7 separate regions of the Mus musculus genome follow, and all the other regions are linked to region 4. Evidence: chromatin contacts called from public Hi-C, HiChIP or PLAC-seq and promoter capture Hi-C data. All regions are on one chromosome and are shown on one strand. Each heading gives the region's core, a stretch centred on a gene start, on an enhancer-like site or on the middle of the called end of the contact. The rest is flanking DNA. Distances are from core to core; before and after follow the strand shown. Region 1 holds the start of Hdhd3 (haloacid dehalogenase-like hydrolase domain containing 3). Region 2 holds the start of Tnfsf8 (tumor necrosis factor (ligand) superfamily, member 8). Region 3 holds the start of Wdr31 (WD repeat domain 31). Region 4 holds the start of Col27a1 (collagen, type XXVII, alpha 1). Region 5 holds the start of Tnc (tenascin C). Region 6 holds the start of Rgs3 (regulator of G-protein signaling 3). Region 7 holds the start of 4933430I17Rik (RIKEN cDNA 4933430I17 gene).

Evidence for each region. Promoter capture Hi-C pulls out the DNA fragments that hold promoters and counts their contacts. A called contact is a pair of places that touch in the nucleus more often than the background predicts. HiChIP or PLAC-seq counts read pairs in DNA pulled down with a chosen protein or histone mark.
Region 1: a contact with region 4 is called in a promoter capture Hi-C map of second pharyngeal arch cranial neural crest. The contact joins the promoter of Hdhd3 here to the promoter of Col27a1 in region 4. A contact is called at or near these places in 4 of 39 promoter capture datasets (the C10 cell line, pre-B cells and second pharyngeal arch cranial neural crest), 1 of 484 Hi-C or Micro-C datasets (liver) and 3 of 115 datasets of contacts at active chromatin or transcription factors (embryonic stem cells and pancreatic cancer cells).
Region 2: a promoter capture Hi-C map of pre-B cells shows a contact between it and region 4, with 6 times the contacts expected there. The contact joins the promoter of Tnfsf8 here to the promoter of Col27a1 in region 4. A contact is called at or near these places in 4 of 39 promoter capture datasets (embryonic stem cells, hippocampal neurons, liver and 1 more) and 1 of 9 other capture datasets (liver).
Region 3: a promoter capture Hi-C map of liver shows a contact between it and region 4, with 2.9 times the contacts expected there. The contact joins the promoter of Wdr31 here to the promoter of Col27a1 in region 4. A contact is called at or near these places in 3 of 39 promoter capture datasets (hippocampal neurons, liver and pre-B cells) and 1 of 115 datasets of contacts at active chromatin or transcription factors (astrocytes).
Region 5: a contact with region 4 is called in a Hi-C map of muscle stem cells, with 4 times the contacts expected there. The contact joins the promoter of Tnc here to the promoter of Col27a1 in region 4.
Region 6: a promoter capture Hi-C map of embryonic stem cells shows a contact between it and region 4, with 6 read pairs. The contact joins the promoter of Rgs3 here to the promoter of Col27a1 in region 4. A contact is called at or near these places in 3 of 39 promoter capture datasets (embryonic stem cells, hippocampal neurons and stem cell-derived epiblast-like cells) and 1 of 115 datasets of contacts at active chromatin or transcription factors (the 230-238 cell line).
Region 7: a contact with region 4 is called in an H3K4me3 HiChIP or PLAC-seq map of embryonic stem cells, with 8 read pairs. The contact joins the promoter of 4933430I17Rik here to the promoter of Col27a1 in region 4. A contact is called at or near these places in 2 of 39 promoter capture datasets (hippocampal neurons and pre-B cells), 1 of 484 Hi-C or Micro-C datasets (liver) and 7 of 115 datasets of contacts at active chromatin or transcription factors (astrocytes, bone marrow-derived macrophages, embryonic stem cells and 1 more).

Annotation. Positions count from the first base shown.
Region 1 is chr4:62,500,912-62,503,611 of GRCm38.p6, reverse strand. It overlaps Hdhd3 (haloacid dehalogenase-like hydrolase domain containing 3), which reads left to right and starts at 1,412. Exons shown (of 2, transcript NM_024257.1): 1 at 1,412-1,454.
Region 2 is chr4:63,860,034-63,862,733 of GRCm38.p6, reverse strand. Tnfsf8 (tumor necrosis factor (ligand) superfamily, member 8) reads left to right here and starts at 1,450. Exons shown (of 4, transcript NM_009403.3): 1 at 1,450-1,884. The coding sequence starts at 1,675.
Region 3 is chr4:62,469,629-62,472,328 of GRCm38.p6, reverse strand. Wdr31 (WD repeat domain 31) reads left to right here and starts at 1,430. Exons shown (of 11, transcript NM_023597.3): 1 at 1,430-1,510.
Region 4 is chr4:63,213,989-63,216,688 of GRCm38.p6, reverse strand. Col27a1 (collagen, type XXVII, alpha 1) reads right to left here and starts at 1,277. Exons shown (of 61, transcript NM_025685.3): 1 at 808-1,277. The coding sequence starts at 863.
Region 5 is chr4:64,045,679-64,048,378 of GRCm38.p6, reverse strand. Tnc (tenascin C) reads left to right here and starts at 1,443. Exons shown (of 27, transcript NM_001369211.1): 1 at 1,443-1,630. All of the region lies in intron 4 of 8030451A03Rik (a long non-coding RNA gene), which reads right to left.
Region 6 is chr4:62,618,226-62,620,925 of GRCm38.p6, reverse strand. Rgs3 (regulator of G-protein signaling 3) reads right to left here and starts at 1,254. Exons shown (of 16, transcript NM_134257.3): 1 at 1,139-1,254. The coding sequence starts at 1,192.
Region 7 is chr4:62,524,184-62,526,883 of GRCm38.p6, reverse strand. It overlaps 4933430I17Rik (RIKEN cDNA 4933430I17 gene), which reads right to left and starts at 1,263. Exons shown (of 14, transcript NM_001356421.2): 1 at 1,006-1,263. Pole3 (polymerase (DNA directed), epsilon 3 (p17 subunit)) reads left to right here and starts at 1,870. Exons shown (of 4, transcript NM_021498.2): 1 at 1,870-1,953; 2 at 2,049-2,134; 3 at 2,448-2,566. The coding sequence starts at 1,888.

The DNA of each region.
Region 1 (2,700 bases), core at 163-2,662, 710 kb after region 4:
CAACCATCTGTCACTGTGCCAACAGCACATGGAGAGACCTACCAAATGGCAGCTGACATTGATTATCTTGGAAATCTACTTAAAGCTAGCCTGGATTCTAGCTTTACTAAGTTACTCGTGTCTAGTCTCCAGGGTGGCAGAGTTGGAATCAGAACCTACAGGCTTAGGTTTGAGGTGACCCTGAAAAGAGATACAGTCAGGGATTCCAGGATTCTCTGAAGAACAGGTGGGCCTCTGATGTCCTGGCTATCCTTTCTACCTCCATTTCTGAGGAGCAAGCTTGTTCGGCAAAACCAGTCTGGCAGGTGAGCTGACTGCTCTGTGACTTTGCACTTTGCTTTCTGAGGCCCAGGGAGAGGGAGTTGAGTCCATCTAAAGTCCACAGAGCCAGGAGATAACAGAAGATGTTTTAAGAGGGTACCTGTGGGGGAGGGGAAGAAAAGAGCAGAGGGAAGCCCTCCTGCCCCTGCCCCCCAGCCAATTCCTTGGCAGCACTTACAGCTCATTTCCGTTATGAACTTGGTTTTTGCCTGATCCTCCCATGTTCGCGTAGGCAGGAAACTGACATTTTCCTGCTCTATCCACGCGTCAGACACAGAATACAGGTGCTTACTTGGCACCTCACGAATCAACTAGGTTGAGAGGAAAGCTTTGCTTTTTTGCTTTCAACGGTACTTTTGAATATAAACGTGTATTTCAGTTATGAAAACCGCATTTAAAGGGAAACTCTTCTTTCCTTTAAATGTTTGTTTGTTTTTTGTTTTTTGTTTTTTTACAGAGAGAAACTAGGTTAGACAGACACGGCGGTGGCACGCCCATTATCCCAGCACTTGGGAGGCTGAGGCAGGAAGATGCTCAGGACCCGTTTGCCTGCATAGTGAGACCCTATCTTAAAACCAAGTGTCTAGGTTATTGCAGTCAACAAACTGTGTGTGTGAGACAAGAAGTTCCCTTCTAGAACCAACTGGGGTCTCTCAGAACAGAAAGGGACAGAGCCTTGCTGGAGTCCTCACTGCGTTTGGGGAGCCGGCCTGAGCCCTAACCCCACTCCCCGCCATTGCCATTCCCAAGTTAGTCTAGGTCCCCTAAGTGTCTCCATCCCACGGAGGCGGGGGCCGGGGGATAGAGATGAGAAGCAAAGAGAACACCTGGGTTGTGATAATGAGTATAAGGGCAGTGGGGAGGAACGTGATGAGGGGTGAGACAGTGACCTTAAGAAGCCAGGGGACGGTGAGAGGGCGTGAGACAGGGAGCAGGGAAGCTACGGGGTAACCTAAGGGACAAGAGGCCCAAGACTCAGCGTGGCGAGTGACGGGCGCGAGGGAGGAGCTTGGTGACGCCTAGAGTGGGGCGGGGCGAGAATCAATGGCAAGTCCGAGGGTCGCGAGCTACTGATCGCCTACATAGAGCCGGTGGAGCAGCCGCTGCGTCTCAGGTCTCTTTTCCCGAGCCAGGTGGGTGCGGAGGCCCGGGGCTGGGTGGAGGGTGCTAAACCGTGGGAATCCGTGCAGTCGAGCTGGGGACGCTGGAGGCCAGCCAGCAGTGGACTTGGCCCCGGAGGCTCCAGTCTCGCGTCCCGCTGCTTTTAGGGTAGTCAGTCCTGCAGCGGAGCCCCAGCCCCGCTATGACTTTTGTCCTGAGACATCCAGAGGACTTTCGGAACCAGTCTGGTTCCTGGCTGGGCCTCAGCCTACCTACCTGCTCGATGAGAGCCCTTTTAAAGTTGTCTCACTATTTCGAGCTGACTTAAATCTCTTCTTTGTCACATTTCTTTACGCGCCCCGCCCCCACACCCCTCCTCACCTCTGTTTTGTTTGGCTGCATTCTGAATGAACCCCGGACCCCACAGATTGAAAGACACAGCTAAGCAGTCCCCTCTGTCTGGAGACAAACCTGCAATCAGTCTCTGACTCCAGGCAGAGAACTGACAGTTGGGTATTTGGCACTAATAACTCCAGGGAGAACTTGCAGCTCAGAGCCAAGTTGGAACGGACTGTCTTCTGTCCCACTCTTCCCAGGCTCAACATAATCCAACTTTTAAAAGAATATAAACATGGGTAAGCAAAGGCAGCCCTGGCTAGAGTCTGGACATTTGGGTTCTAATCCAGGCTGTTGGCAGGTTCACAGCCCCTCTCTGGTTCCACCAGCTCCTCACCAGTTATGTTGTTGGTCAGAGTCTCCAGGAACCTTTCTCTTTTTTGACATTACTAGTAATTTTTTTAAATGAAGCCAAGTTGGAAATTTTATTAATAACATTTTAATGCAGGATTAAGCATGAGGGTTAGGGGGGAAAGAAGGACTCTGAGGAAAGTCAAGCATACTCAAATATAAATATGGGTTTCTTAAACAAGGGCACCATTTTCTAATAATTGTAAAAGGGTCATGGGCTGGAGAGATGGCCCAGAAGTTAATAGCACTGCTGTTCTTCCAGAGGACCCAGGTTCGATTCCCAGCACCCATGTGACAGCTCACAAATGTCTGAAATTCCAGTTCCAGGGCATTTGACACCTTCTTCTGGCTTCACAGGCACCAGGCGTGACGGAGGTGCACTTATATACATGGAGGCAAAACCACATACAGATAATGGCAGGCATAACTGCTTCCTGACTTTGACCTACAGGGCTATGCACCTGAGCTCAGCTCTGCCCAGAGCACTAGACTTTGCCCAGCCTCAAGGAAGTTTATATATATTTTTTCTGT
Region 2 (2,700 bases), core at 201-2,700, 650 kb before region 4:
CTGTGGTTTTTCATTTTATAAACTCACCAAAAAGGGCCTCTAGACCATCTCCTAAGTCTAAGCTGCCTTGCAGAATGCTCAAAGAGAGATCTACACAGATCCAGAAAGCTAAATAATCTGAGCTGGGCTTTGGATCCGGCATTTCTTTGGGGCTTCTGACATGTCCTGTGACCTGCAGAGGTAGTGTATAGTCAAAAGAGAAGGTGCTGTCTACCTCAAGGGAAATAGCAAGTGAGGTTTCAGAAGGCCACATCTGGAGGCAGCTCTGAAGCTTTTAGAGAATATTCTGAAAGAAAGGTCATTCATAGCAACAGATACGATCCAGCTCTGTGTCCCAGAAATCTATTTATTATATGAAATTCCAGACATGGCCCAGAGGGCAACTTGGGCTGTTTAACAGGAATTGTTCAACAACAGCTGCCAAGTCCATTCCCATTCAGGAAGCCCTCTTACATCATCCTGTTTGATCTTCCCCATGACTGCAAAGCAGACTGGGGTGAAAGCAGGGGCTGCGTTGACTTATTCAAGGAGCAATGCTGAGAAGAGGAAAGGCTAAGATGCAACCTGAGGTTTTCAGCCTGTAAGGAAAGGGTCCGGCAGGCTTTTGGAGCCAGGCTGGTTTGCATATACCACCAAGTTTTACCATTAGATTAACACTGGTAGATTTGATTAAGAATGCTTTTATGCTGGGTCTCAGTTCTCTATGCTGTGAAGAAGAAATACTACTTGCCTCTGAGGCTGGTGACGAGTGTGAAGTCAGCCTCTAAGCCAAGTTCCCAAGACTGTACCTGAGCCAGAATGTTCAATTCTAGTAACCTCTGTCCACAAACTCATCACAAACACCTGGAACACTATTTGCACCCCCATACAACCCACAGACACTTCACACACTCGTTCCACAGCACTGAGCCTCCCCTTCCTGACCCCCTCACTAATTTCTTCCCCTAGTATGAACTTTAGGGCAAGCCAGTTTCATCGGCAAATTTAACAGCCCTGGAGAGCACCCTGCAAGAGATAGAGGAGCTTTGGTTCAACAGCAAATTATTTCCAAATTCCTCTTCTCTCACCATGTCTTTGAAACTATCCTCAAATATCCTACTGCCACAACCTTGTCTCCAGGTAGGTAAATGCCCAAACAGTGGGCTCTTCTTTCCCAGAAATGGGTATGTTTCCAGTTTAGAGCATGCTGTAATTGTTGGACAACCCCAACAGTCATTGTGCTGCTGACAAAGGACTGCCATCTCCAGGGACCCAGCAAAGAGACTAATCTGGAAGCTTCCTGGGCCACCAGCATGGATCATGCAGTGTGCAGGGTCCCCGCGGCAAGGCGTTCTGTGGCTGAGCCTAAAGGAAACAGAAGTGGTTGGTGTACACTCACGCGGAACTGTCTCCTTCCTACCACCCGCTGACATCAACCATCGTCTATCTCGCTACAATTTCTCTGCACTCAGATTAATCCCAGGCGATGAAAAATGAACCTCTCCCCCACCCTTGCAGCCACCCTTCGCCTCACGCCCCCAGAGAAGAGTTTCTCCATCCGGCAACTGGTGAAGGCTTTTTTCCAAGTCACATGATCCAGGATGCAGGGGAAAATCCTTCTTGGAACAGAGCTGGGTACAGAACCGAATCAGATGAGGAGAGATAAGGTGTGATGTGGGACAGACTATATAAAGCATGGAGCCAGGGCTGCAACAAGCAGGCAGCTGTGGGGCTCCTTCCCCTGACCCAGCCATGCAGGTGCAGCCCGGCTCGGTAGCCAGCCCCTGGAGAAGCACGAGGCCCTGGAGAAGCACAAGTCGCAGCTACTTCTACCTCAGCACCACCGCACTGGTGTGCCTTGTTGTGGCAGTGGCGATCATTCTGGTACTGGTAGTCCAGAAAAAGGTGAGTAAACATCTTTTTTCTGCTTTTCTTTCCTCATTTATAATGTGTGTCCTCTAGAGGAACAGCTCTGGGAAGCTAATGAATAGTTTAACTAGGAGCAAAAAAAAAAAAAAAAAAAAAAAAAAATTTAAAAAGTGAAAATAAGTAAAACTATGCATATATAGAGAGAGATTATATCAGAGAAAAGGGGAAAAACTAGAAATGAACTTTCTGCACTCAGTGGGAATTTTTTAAAAGAAATAGAACTGGACATGAGCTCAAAAATTTCCAGATGTACTGGAGCCAACAGAAGAGCTGCTGACCTTGAGAAGTTAAGATTGAAGCCCAGATGGGTCACAGCCTCACAGTATGGAGGGAGGAAGCATAGGGAGCCCTGATGGCGAGTGCGCATGTGGGTATCACCTCTGTAAGGCGCTCATCCTAATTCTAAGGTTATGTCCTCAATCCGTGCTCCCAGGACTTCTGAGGCCTCTCTTTTGCCGAGAGTCTGTTGTTGCTATTGTTTGTTTGTTTGTTGTGGTTGTTTTCTTGCTTGCTTGCTTGTTTTTAGTGAGGAGCTACTTTTTAAAGACTGTGATATTTGAGAGAGAGAGAGAGAGAGAGAGAGAGAGAGAGAGAGGGAGAGAGAGAGGGAGAGGGAGAGAGAGAGAGAGAGAGAGAGAGAGAGAGAGAGAGAGAGAGAGAGAGGCCAAGTCTTCCCAGAGCTCTGCTATTTCAATGTTAAAACCCACAAAAGAAATCGAAAGCTTCCTCACAAGCCACTGGCTTTGAAGAGTTCAGGGTGTTGAAAAGTAGCAGTGTTTTTGTCACCTGTAC
Region 3 (2,700 bases), core at 181-2,680, 740 kb after region 4:
GAGGTGTCTTTTAGATAGTCAGATGGAGAAGAGCAAGAAGTAGGCGGAAGACAGATGAGGCTCCGGGACAAGTGTGACTACAGATACCAGTTTGGAAGGATCAGATGCCAGAAGCATTTCTCAAAGTGGTTGTATCCCAGAACAGAGTGCTTTGGGAGTAGACTCTAACACCTTAGTTTGTACTTGACCCAAATCAGTAGAAGTCTATTCTACTGCCAGTATTTTGTAGAAATACAGTATTTTGTAGAAATCAGTAGAAGTCTATTCTACTGCTAGTATTTTGCCATAGCAATGGGTTATACACTGACTCCAAAATTTACCTAACAACTATTTTTTAAAAGATTTATTTATTTTGTGAATATGAGTGCTCTACCTGTAGAGCTAGAACATGCACACCTGTGTTCCAGAAGAGAGCATCAGATCCCACATGGTTATGAGCTGTCATGAGGTTGCTGGGAATTGAACTCAGGATCTCTTAACCGCTAAGTCATCTCTCGAGATGTTAGTCTTTTGTTAGTACCTTCCCATTTGAATCTGAAGAAGGTACTGACAGTCTTTTTGTTTGTGGTGCTGGCTCATCCCAGTTTGATGAAAAACAAAGTGAAAAGTATTCAGTTTGGCAGCACATGTGTTAAAATTGGAACAATATAGGAACTGGAGAGATGGCTCAGCGGTTAAGAGCACTTATAGCACCTGCAGAAGACACAGGTTCAGTTCCCAAAACCCACAGGGCAGCTCACAACCATCGAGCTCACAACCATCGGTAACTCACGTTCTGTAGGATTAGAACTCAGTAGGCACACAAATTATATATATATATATATATATATATATATATATATATATATATATATATGTATATGCAGATAAAGCACTCACACTTATAAAATAAGTTATTTTCAAACCGTTTTTTAAAAAGTGGATTGACACAGAAAACAAATTAACATGGTCCCCACACAAAGGCGAACGGCACAATCAAAACCTTCCATATATTTGAAACTCATTACTTTATCTATTTAGAAAAATTAGTAAAAATAAACACACACATGCCAAATGAGAGGAATGGATTAAGATGTTTGGGAAATGTTCAATGGAGAAAATCTCTGTCTATATTCAGGGACATTTAAAATAAATTTTCTGGGCGAATAATAATTACAAAGTGACACTTATTAATCGCTTACTCGCTGTGGCTACGACAGATATCACCGCTTTTCTTGGAGGATACAGGTGCTTCATGTTCATGTAGCGTGGTTAAGCACAAACCTCCCCTGCATAGAATATTCACATACCATCAAATTAGAAAAGGAAAATACGCTCTCTCGGCTCGGCCCCTGAGGGACTTCCGGCACGTGGAACCTGGGTTCCGGGGCTGCCGTGGACGCCCGGAGCGTTTAGGTGGAACTCCCGCCCTAGCGACGCGCGCCTGGTTGCTAGGGGCGGAGGCGCGGGAACCTGTGGAAGCTAAGGATGCCTGCTACCCGTGCTTTCGGGCCTCGGTGCTAGCCCACCGGTGGGTATGGAGCCCGAGGTGGGAGAGAGGGAGCATCGGGGGGCATCTTCGCGCTCTCCCCAGCGGTAGCCAGCCACCCACCCGAAGTGAGGAGGAGGTCTGGGAGGGTATGTGTAGGACCTGGTTTCACCTGCTTCCATCTTGGCGTAATCCTCCCCTGGCACGTGCACATGAAAGTAAGCTTTAGCAGTTCAGATAATGGACAGGAGTAGGAGCATTTATAATCTGAAGGGCCAGAAAGAAAACAAACAAGACAACAAAGAACTGCACGCTGATGGTCCTCAACGTTGGGAGTTCTGATCTAGCGCCGACCCTCAGTGAGACCGGGTGTCTTGTAAATCCTCTTACTGTCTGAATCTTTTCCTTTACATTATCATTAGAGTCAAACCAGTCCACCTCCTATAAGCTTCTGCGAGTCGTTTGTTAATCTTTGAACACTGGTGTAGATGTCTTAGTCACAGAGAGTATAGGTTAGATAGACATCCATGTGAAAGATTTGGGAAGAGAGCGTGGATTTAAAAAAAAAATCATTTATACCAGTTGGGAAGTGGCAGTGCATGCCTTTAGTCCCAGCATTGAGGCGGTAGAAGCAGGCAGATCTCTGAGTTCTTGGACAGCCTGCTTGGTCTACAGAGTGAGTTCGTTCCATGACAGCCAGGGCTACACAGTAAAACCCTGTCTCAAAAAAAAAAAAAAAAAATAATAATAATCATGTACACAACTAGCGCCATGTTAAAAGTCTCAGTGATCATACTTGCTAGGCCAGAACACATACACAGAGATTTATTAAAAAGAATATATCACAAGAAAAGTCAGGCCTAGTAGGCACATTCTTAGAATAAACCCGAGTGGGAAGAGTTCTTTTCGATAACAAGTCACGGGGAACTTGCTCAGTCTTGTGTGATTCATGGTAGGTGAAGAGGCAAGGGGCATCTCACTACCTTGCTAAGTAGTACATTTTACAGCGTCATTTCTTCAATATTTGGGTTAATACTGTGTCAGACTGCAAATGTTTGTATAAGACATCTCAAGTCACTAGGATCATATGAGAGGTTTTTTGTTGTTGTTGTTGTTGTTTTGAATCTTTGTGTGTGTGTGTGTCTACAGACAGGATGAGAAAAGTCTACTGAAATAAGATTCATTTCACTCAGTTCTGCCCCCATGACAGCAAGTTAGCTCTATGGATCACA
Region 4 (2,700 bases), core at 28-2,527:
GAGTACCAGCAAGATGGAAAGGCAAGCCTTGTGCCTGAGATATAGTCCACAGGGCCCCTCTGGACCGCGTTCTCCCACACACACCCACACATAGTGACTGAATCCCTCACTCTTACAACTTCTGCACAAGCTGGGAATCCCAACTGTGGGGTGCCCCTGTGTGCGGGGGCCCCGCCCTGGAGATTCCCGGCCCCTCTCTGGCCACGGTTCCCTCATCTGTACAAGGAGGTTGGACTTGGTGATCTCCCAGGGCCTTTCCGCTCCCACAAGCTGGCTCTCACCCCTTGCTTACTCAGGAGAGGGACAGGAACTGCAGGCTTCCCGGGAGAAGCTGGGAAGTTTGAGGTACGCAGACCCAAGAAGACACATTCACACAGGCAGAGAGGTTAGGAAATGCAGGAACGTGCAGAACCCGAGGCCGAGCCAGGAACAGACACCCGGACCTGACGACCGACAAACTTGATTCACAGGACAGTGGAACTAAAGCCATGCAAGCCCGCGACCTGCAGACACCGAGACTCCCTCCTCCGGCCCCTGCCCCCTGCCTGCCACTCTGAGCACTGCCACTAGACCCCTCTTGGGATCGCTGGTCTGGCTCTGCGCGGACCCTCCCTTGCTGGTCCTAGTCTCAAAAGAGCTCGGCCTGGGGTGCACAGCCCCTGTTAACCCCTGGCGTCCCGCCTGGCGGGAAGCTACAGGAAGCTGACGTTACTCTGCGAGCGTCTGGTGCGGCAGGGAACCCCAGACTCTTGTGCACATCCGAGGTTCAGGAAGCTGAATCGGGGGCAACCCTGGGATTGTACTCACCCCCCGGGTCCTGACGCCGCTGTGCCTCGGGCCCCCCGCGCGAATCCCGTGCCCATGGCAGGCCCCTACTTCATGCTGCGGAGCCCGGGGGGCAAGTGTGGGCGCGCCCCATGGGGCCGCCAGCCCCCCGCCGCGCCGCGCCAGGCCGGCTCAAAGCGCGCTGCCGGCGCACCCCCAGCCCAGTCCTGCGCCCAGGGGCGCCGGAGCAGACGGACAGCACGGCCCCAGCCCGGCGGTCGCCCGCGCCAGGCCCATGGTCCCAGGACTGCCGGAGCCGCGCTCGCCCCTGCCTCGCTCTTTTTCTGCTTCCACCGAAAAGGAAGAAGCAAGAAAAGGCAGGGAGAGAGAGATGATCAAACTTTTGGAGGCGGGCCGCTAGCGGTCTCTGGAGGCAGAGCAAGGCCGGGAGAGCGCGCGCGGAGGGCGGTGGAAGCTGCCTCCCCGCCGGCCTGGGGGAGGAGAGGAAAAGGAAGGATTTGGGGGAAATGAAGGCGATTTAAAGTCTCGGCCCGCCGCAGCTCTCCACCTTCTTCTCCTCCCCGCGCCGGGCCGCCCTCTGCTGCCAACTGCTGCCCCCTGCCGGACGCAGCAAGGGATGCAGCATCGGTTGCCTCGCGCGACCGTCCACCTATCCATCCTGAGGGGGACATCCCACCCCCAGATCTCAAAACAGACTCATGAAAAAGAACCTCCTCCTGGCTACTCATGGATCTATCACAATTGAGATTAGGAATTTACGATTAATGACACTAAGGATCCTCGATAGCGGGCGGTGGGGGAGGAAGGGGGAAAATTCTACTCCTGAGAGGATCCTAGAGATGCAGAAACACAGTTGGGACCTTGACTTGGCATCTACATTTCCACGACAACCATCTGTCTTAACTCCCAACTCTTAGCAGAAACTCTTGCACCCTAGAGCTCCGTGGAAGACCGCTGTGGGTAAGCGTGCTGAATGTGTTCGGCCTTTCTGCATTTTCTCCGACCAGAGACTCCCCGGAATCCCACGCGGCACCCTCTGACACCCAGGCAGATTCTCAAACTCACGAGCACGGCTCAGCCCTGAGACTAAATCTCTAGCTTCTGGCCTCTACAAGGCGATTCATACCACACTCCCGCACACACACTCCCGCAGGCACACTCCAAACACTCACACTCATTCACACGCAGACACAGCCACGCACTGTACTGAACTTCCGCGAAACACCTTTGGATGTCTGGATTCCTGGCGATCTCAGACGCTACGCTCCCAGAGGCAGCCACCCGAGTGCTCACACCCGCACAAAATGCACATGCACAGCGCACACACTCCCACATGCACAGTCCATGCAGCTCCCCGAGTGCACACTCCCCGCTTGCACACGACCCTCTGCGAATGGCAACCACAGGCGTGCATACAGGACCTGCACCCTCTATTGCACATGCATCCACCTTTGCGCACTCCAAACGCCCAGAGCTCCGTGAGTCCCAGGGCACTTACTGGGTCCCCAAGTGTGACGCTGGCCGGTCGGTTCTTAGGCGGGTGCCTAACGGCATCTGTGGTCATGGGTCCCCGCAGCCCCGGGCGCGGGGGCGGGGGTGCAGTCCCCTTCCCTAAAGGCGCACAGGGCGCGACGGCGCCGGGAGGAGCATGGGAGCGCGGGCCTGCGCCACCGGCCCGGTCCCCCTGCGCTGCAGCCGCGGCCACTCCGCGTGCTCCGGCTCCAGCTCGAGCTCCGGGTGCGGGGGGTGGCTCATAGGTGCTGAGGCCGCGACAGACGCCGGCCCTTTTGAAGTCTCCGCTGGGGGCGGAGAGGGGGGCGCTGAAGGCGGCCTTTTAAATCGAGGCTGCACGCGGGCACCGTCAAGCAAGGTGTCTGGTTTCAGCAAACTTTCGGAAAAGTCCCAAGTCGGAGT
Region 5 (2,700 bases), core at 194-2,693, 830 kb before region 4:
TTTAAAAGTTCAAATGAGTCGTTTTACGACATGACTATTTATGGCTGTTCCTGATGTCTGAGCGGTGTGTGTGTGTGTGTGTGTGGGGGGGGGGGGGATAGGGAACACTTAAGCAGGCAGTCTTCGAGTCCTGGAATCGGTGCCACCCTAGGGATAGCCTAATTTTGTCTTGCTTTATTCTCCCAGGGAGATTGAAACTAAATGTTATGAGAAAGGCTGAAGGATGGTATCAATCAGTAAGTGGATGGTTGAAATTTCCGATAATAGTTGTTAATTAAAACATCAGAAGTCTCTTCTAAATTACAGAACAAAGAGATGCATTTTCCACAGTCCAGCAAAGCAGCTGTGTCTGTTGTCATGGGTGACAGTTTCCTACTTAAGCATCACTCACTGTTTCTGGTCACCAATGTGTCATGGAGCCATGAATTCTAAGTGCTTCCCAGGCACAATTCCTTGATGGCATTAAACTGCTTCTCTAAATTGCAGGGTATAAGCACTGTCCCAAACAAGCCCAGAAGTACCGTGAGCTGAGCTTGGCCCCAGGTGCCTTGGGGATACTTTAACATGCTAAATGAGGACTTCAACCTAAATAGTGTTACCTTTTGAAATATATTAGTGCTTCTCTAAGAAAAAAAAAAAAAAGTCTTCACTCAGCACCTAGGTACACTGAGAGCTCAGGAGTACACCCTGAGCTAAGTACTACACCCTACTTAGTAGACCCTACTAAGTAGAAAGCACTTAGTATGTGGCATAAACAATGTCAAAAAGTGACTCCTGAGGGGACATTGGGATCTGGATAAAGATTCCTCCAGGCAGCTGGGCACCGCTGGGTCCTGCTTCAGAAAAGCTCACTTTTCTAAGCTCCCAGTATGGTTCCCACCTGCTGAGAACTAATCTTGGGTTATCTCCAAGCTGGCCAAGAGAAACCTGAACTGCCCCGGGCTTGCTCAACTCTCCTCGATCTCCTCTTTCCAGGAACTCAGGTTCAGCCCTCAGGCTTTCTCCGAGGTGCCACCCCGCAGCTGCTGCCCAGAGCCTGAGGGAACCCAGGTCGTGTTTCCAGCTTGCTCTAGTCCAGGAGCAGCGCCAGGATCCAGTTCCCTCATATCCCAGTTCCCAAGGCTTCTGTTTCACAATTAGAATACTCATTTGTGGAGCAATGCAAAAATCACACTTCACTAACAACTACTCTGCGGGGGCGGAGGGAGCTGAAATTCCTACTTTTTTTTTTCTTCACTATAAATTGTATGCAAATGGTCCGTTAGCTGGCGGCGCGCCTGGAGTGAGTGCGTCTTTCATGAGCTAACCCTGTTCCGCTGGGAGGGCTGTGCCTTTAACTCACCAACTGAAAAAAAAAAAAGTGGGAAAGGATGTCTGGAGGCGAGGCGTCCCATTACAGAGGAAGGAGCTCCCTATATAAGCCTGCCAAAGCTGGCTGCTCCGGCCACAGCCTGCCTACTGTCACGCGTCTCTCCCGCGCGCAGACACACACCCTAGCCTCTGGTGGGCACAGACAGTGGCTGGGAAGACGCTAGGGACCGCGCGCTTGGGAACTCGTTGTGGCTTAACCCAGGTACTTCTTCACGGAGCTGGTGCACCCAGAGACTTTGCTTTTCCCGACCTGGAAAAGGTGAGTCTGTTGATCCCATCACCCAGGATCTTTCTGGTGTGCTCCTGGCATTCCCGGTACCCAGTAAGATGTGGGTTTGTAACTATAAAACTTTTGTTTAATTTCCAAGCCCGGTGTGATCAGATGCGGCCCGATTATTCTGTGCTTGCCCTCCTGCGGTCATGTATTTGGTATGGATCTGTCAATAGTCAGAGGAACTCAGGGAACTTTTGGTAAAGTTTTGTCTCTGCCTTTCTTTGGAGGAAATGTCTTACTTTAACTCTTACCCTTTTACCTCGTTGATTCTCACCTGTGGATTTTCCCCTTTTGGAGCGTTAGAGAAGTTGCATTTTAAAGTGGCATTCACTCACAGCACTTGGGTGGGATGAGTACCACGTACCCGTAGTAGGGAGAACACAACCGTGCATCTACACAGTCTCAGCACTTGACAGTTTTCGTTCCCCTCTTGTCCCATTTGATCCTCAGTGTCCACTCTGGGGAAAGATAAGAGCTGGATACCAGAGCTAGGAGATGAGTTCTGGGCACGGATGAAAAGCCCACAGGCTGTAAGATGAAACTGGTGGGCACGTCTGTGGGTTCTTGAAGCAGGGTGCCATCCTCCTGATTCAGAGACCTCAGGTGGGGCATGTGTAGAAGGTTTGGAGGCATCTGAACCCCATATTGCTCCCAAATCGGCCTCCCTCCTGACACTTTATCCCAGAACCCCAGTAACATATTCCCTTCCCTGGTGAACTTTGGAAAGAGCACAGAGATTCCTCTATGCCATCGTTGTGACAGGGGGAATAAGAGGTTGGGGTTTGACCCTAGAAGTGGCTTGGGCATTCCCACTAGTGCCACTACAACATAAATGTGTCAGGAAAATATGTAACTTCTATGGACCTTAGTTTCCACTTCTCTAAAGTGGGGACAGCAGCTCCCCTTATAATGAGGAGCGAATGAGGAACAAAAAAGATCAAATCAGCAACTGGGCAATCTCTGTCATGGCCCAAAGCTGCCAACACCCTGGACGTGAAAAGCGGGGCCTCTTAACCCAGTTTTTCAGTGTGTCTGCTTACCCCCAAAGCCTCTGC
Region 6 (2,700 bases), core at 5-2,504, 600 kb after region 4:
GCAATTCGTGTGGTCCCTCCATCTTGGACACTACACAAATCTGGATATATTTTACCTTCATCCCTACTCCTGATCCCCATTCCTATGTATAAGAAATAAAAGTGGGCTGGTGAGATGACTCAGCAGGTAAGAGCACTGAGTGCTCTTCAGAAGGTCCTGAGTTCAAATCCCAGCAACCACATGGTGGCTCACAATCACCCGTAATGAGATCTGACACCCCCTTCTGATGAGTCTGAAGTCAGCTACAGTGCACTTATGTATAATAATAAAAAATGAAGCTTTGGGCTGGAGCAAACGGGGCTGACCGTAGCAAGTGGGGTTGGCTGGAGCAAGCAGAGATCCTAAAAAATTCAATTTCCAATAACCACATGAAGGCTCACAACCATCTGTACAGCTACAGTGTACTCACATACATACATAAATAAATAAATCTTAAAAAGAAAGAAAGAAAGAAAGAAAGAAAGAAAGAAAGAAAGAAAGAAAGAAAGAAAGAAAGAAAAGCTAGTTCTAGAAGAGTCTTTGGGGTGAACGTGACCATCACTCCTGACTCTTCCCTGCCTCCCAGCCCAGGAGCTAAGAGACAGATGCAGTGAAGTTGGCCTCCAGAGCCACAGCAATCCCGGAGTCACTTCAAGGCAATGGTGGCAGCCGGGAGGAAAAGATACACATACGCTTACAACACACCTCACCTAGATGCACACACCAGTACACACAAGGGACATCATGGGTACCGCTGCCCACCAGAAACAGGAAAGTCAGCAAAACTGCAGCTTTCGGGAGTCCCTTAGCCCCCCAGCCCAAACCCAGCACCACTAATCTCAGACCTGACATGGCGCTTTTTTTATTCCAATCACCTCCTCCTAGATAATAAAAGCAAAAGCAAAAACCAAGCAGCAACAGCTAACTCATCTCATCAAGGATCCCAGGCAGTGGATAGGAAAACACTCAGAACTGGCCTCAGCTGCCTATAACCCGGGGCAGTAGGTAGCAGGCTGGGCCATGGGACCAACCCCTGTCTCTAATGTGCCTGCAGGGAACAGGGGGAGGCATAGATGGGCTTGTGGAGAGAGAGATTCTATATGGATGAGCCCCATCCCTGATTCCCACTATCACAGTACCCAGGGGATCAAGCACCCACCTGCCGGTAGCGGCGTTCTGAACACACTTTGCAGAGCCCATTGAAGCGGTTCATGGCTGCGGATCCTGCCTCGGCTGCCTCCCCATGAAAACCCAGCTCTCCCCCCCCAGTAGCGGGAGCCCACACTGCACCCTGTCAGCCTGGCATGACCGCCCTGGGAAGCCCGCCTCTCAGAAGAATGGCAGGAAATCACCTCTCACCTCCCCGGGCCCTGTCTGTGCTGTGTGCCTCTGCAGATAAGCCCGAAGGCTTCCTGAAACCTCAGAATGACAAGGAAGAGGGAGAGTTTTATATTAAAATTCCTGTCAACTAGTTAGTATTCCTCGGGCCTGGCTGGCGGGGAGAGGGCGCCTTTGTTCTGGCTGCATTCTCTGCCCTGGGACGCTCTGTGAGAGCAGTGTTCTCACAAACAGCCCTGACTGCCTGCTGGAGGGAAACTCAAGCAGAAAACACACCCTGTTCTGTAACAGCACACCTCCTTGTGAGTCCCAGGGTCCAAAATCCAGTAGACCAGCCCAATGGGGACAATCCAGGATGCTGTGAACACTATACCCATAAACAACCCATCTTAAGTCAGGGCATTCGAAACATCTGGAGGCTGATGGACACTCAGGAGCTACTTAAGAGTCAGCTTCTGAATTCACAATAGACAGGCTATGCGAAGGAAATGATGGCACGCAGACCAAATGGTCAAATGTGCAAATGGGCTCCCAGCCACGGGGCACCTGACTCCACATCGTAACAACAAAGAAGGGGAGGCCTAGAGAGGTTACAGTCAAATGCCAGGTTAGGACCCAGGCCTGCAGTCAGTACCTTGACATCCCAGGATCAGTTCTCGTGGGTAGCACAGCATGAACCCAAGCCCCTCTGCCCTCCTAGGAGACCCCCAGAAAAGCCCACCTGCTCACTCATGTAGTTAGAACAGAGGCTGTGCCTTGGTTTGATTGCTGAGTGACCCTGGGCAGGTGACCTACACCTCAAGGTCTTTCAAATGGAGGATTTGAATAAGTGACCTCTCACTTCCCCACACCTCTGCCAGTCACTGTCTCTGCTGAGCACTGTGGACATCATCAGGTGCACAAACCCCCAAATCCAACTCAGAACAGTGTCCTCGGGGACATGGGACAGTAGACAGGAATCTAACACAAAGCAGGTCTTTCATGGGCCACCTAGAGACCTGCAACGCAGGTATCCAAGTCATTCCCACATATTCCTAGGGTGGGCCCATAGTTACTCTCTCCACACAGAGAGTGGGGAGATCTTTGGAGCTATCCCTGGAGCTAGAGGAAGCCTCTAGACTCCTAGTGAAGCCATAAAAAACACATCTGGCAGATTATCCAAGCACTATAAGAGAGGCTGGATGTTTGCACAGGACACGCTGACGTTACCTAACACGAACTAGAAGCTGTGGCTCTGTTCCTCAGCTCTGCTTGCTCCAGCCAGGTGCTCAGAAGCTGCAGGCGGCAGGCAGCTACTGTGATGGCCAGTGATATGTTGAACTGTATGTTCCACAAGGGAGTGAGCCAAGGCTCTGTCCAGAACCCAGCAGCAGGCTGGGGTCG
Region 7 (2,700 bases), core at 14-2,513, 690 kb after region 4:
GATGTTATGCAGTCACTACAACTATCTTATTCCTTTTAACATATAATTCCATTGTATTCATTTCTTTGGTGGGCATGGGTGCCATGGGGCACATGAGAAGGTCAGCAGGAAGGCCATCCTGAAATGAGCCCAGAGACTACACAGTCTTCAACCCAAAAGTGTCTTCATCCACTGAGTCATCTCACCCTGTCCCCTTTCTAACTTTTAAGGACATTGTCGGTTTCTTCTTCTATTCAACACATTTACTGACTGTCAAATGAGTGGACCTGTTTGGGGCGTAGAGAGTAGCAATAAACAATCTCTCTGTTCTAAACAGCTTCTAATTTAAATTAGAGATAGGAATCTAGTGGCCTGGGCTGCACCTGGCCTACTTAGCTTGGCAAGCACTTTGAGCCAATGTTTTAAAAACTGAAATGGTCCAGAATGTTAGCTTTCTGGCTTCTCTCCTAGATCACAAGGCCTGACAGCACCAGTTCTAGATAAATAGTGGCTGGAACTAAGGCTTATGACATCTTTAATCCAGGCCTGTTCTAAGTGCAGAGTTCTTTCCACCAGAACAATCCCTCAGTATTGTTCATCATCCCAACCCTGTCGGGTTGTTTTTGTTTTGTTTCTCCAAATAGGGAAAAACTTCTTTGTAATGTCCCCATCAAAAATTTTAAAAAAAACACGTTTTGGAACAACATGTTTTAAAAAGAAAGAAAGAGAGAGAGAGAGAGAGAGAGAGAGATATGAAGGAAGGAAGGAAGGAAGGAAAGAAAAGAGAAAAGAAAAGAAAAGAAAAGAAAAGAAAAGAAAAGAAAAGAAAAGAAGGAAATAATCCAGCATTAGTTCTCAGTAGGAGTATTTTTTTCAGTACTTAATTATACAACTTAAAGCAACATTGAAAATGTAAAATCAAGTGATGATTTTTGATAAGAAAAATATACAATGAATCACTTAATGATTTAAAAAATACAACTTTAACTTGGGTTTTTGAATGAGAATACAATGCATTATTCTTACAATCAAATGATTCTTGCGCTTTCAGTACCGAACCAGACCAAATTGAGCTCCGAAGTCTCATCAGGCGTCTTTTGATATTGCCCTTGTTACTGCTGTCCTAGTAAAGTAATGGCATTTTTTTAAACGAAATTTTAGATTAACACTTATCCTTAATATAATTATCACAAAGTTGTGAAGGGCATAAGATTAAAGATGGACAATACTACTGCATCAATCGGTGCAATAGAATTGAATGAAAATCTACACTGAGTTCCGAGCCAAAAAAAAAAAAAAAAAAAAAGGGCGGTGGGCACTCAAGTGTCAGTCGTTCGCGATTTTGCGGGATCAAAGCAGATTCCAAAGAGTTACTACGTTCTGAGCCTCTGGAGACAATGCTGAGATTGCGAAAGCGCGTTAAAGCTTTGGCCCCGCCCACCTCTTATAGAGAGCCCCGCCCACTTGGCAGTCCGAGTCCCGCCTCTCCCGGCTCAGTCTACGCCTACCCTTTCCAAGCTAGGCACCAGGCCACACGGTTGCCTAGCAGCGGCGAACGGCACGCTGGGAGAATCGACGGAAACCTCAGAGAGTCAAACTTAGTGTGGTGCGAAAGCTCTCGCGATGTGTAGTAGAGAAACAAGCCTGGAGTGGAACGTCCGGGATGCCGTGGAAGCGGATGGAAATTTCAATGGTCCTAAACCATTGCGACATGGAAAGCTGGGCTACACTGGGGACTTGTGGCGGGGCTGATGTAGCAGAGAGGCTGTGGTGCGCAAAGCACTGTGGGACACTGGCAACGTGGGGTAGGACGGAAGCCTCCGAGGGTCATATTTTAGCGACGCGGGAAGTCCAGACACCAGAACTGTCTGGAGACCTGAGCAGGAGGGTCGGGCCCCAGCGGAGGCAATGGCGGAGAGGCCCGAGGACCTAAATCTGCCCAACGCCGTCATCACCAGGATCATCAAGGAGGCGGTGAGCCGCTCGGGCTGGCGAATGGGTCGAGGGCGGACGTGTGGGCAGAAGGTTAACAGAATCCGCGTGTGTGTTCATCTCCACTCTCCTCGCAGCTCCCGGACGGTGTCAACATCTCCAAGGAGGCCCGAAGCGCCATCTCCCGCGCCGCCAGTGTCTTCGTTTTGTATGCCACATCCTGGTGAGCTGAGCAGAGGCTGAAGGGAGGCGCAGCGGGATCCTGACCCCGCGTTCGTGGCCTGGAACCTACAGGCCCCAGTTCCCTGCCTCAGTAGAGAGCGACTTACGGCTCTCTTCCAGTTGTCACACATTCTGGAGCAGGTTAAACAAGACGGTTACCGTAGCCCTTTGTATGGGAAGGGGATGAACTGAGCCATGCCACACACACACACAATCCATTCATCTACGATAAATACGGCTTTCCCACCCCATTCCTGGGGGTCATGCCTCCACCCACTCTGACAGCTTCTGAAGGGCGTTGCTCTTTCTTCCAGTGCCAATAACTTCGCAATGAAAGGAAAGCGCAAGACTCTCAATGCCAGTGACGTGCTGTCAGCCATGGAAGAGATGGAATTCCAGCGATTCATAACACCATTGAAAGAAGCTCTAGAAGGTATCCACGTACTCTTCTGTCTCTTAAACCATATATAAAAAAAATGCTCATCAGTATCAGTGCCATTAAGTCCCGTTCAATAATACAGGACTGGTCATAACTCCCCTCTGTTTAGTTGGTACCATCTCGGGTAT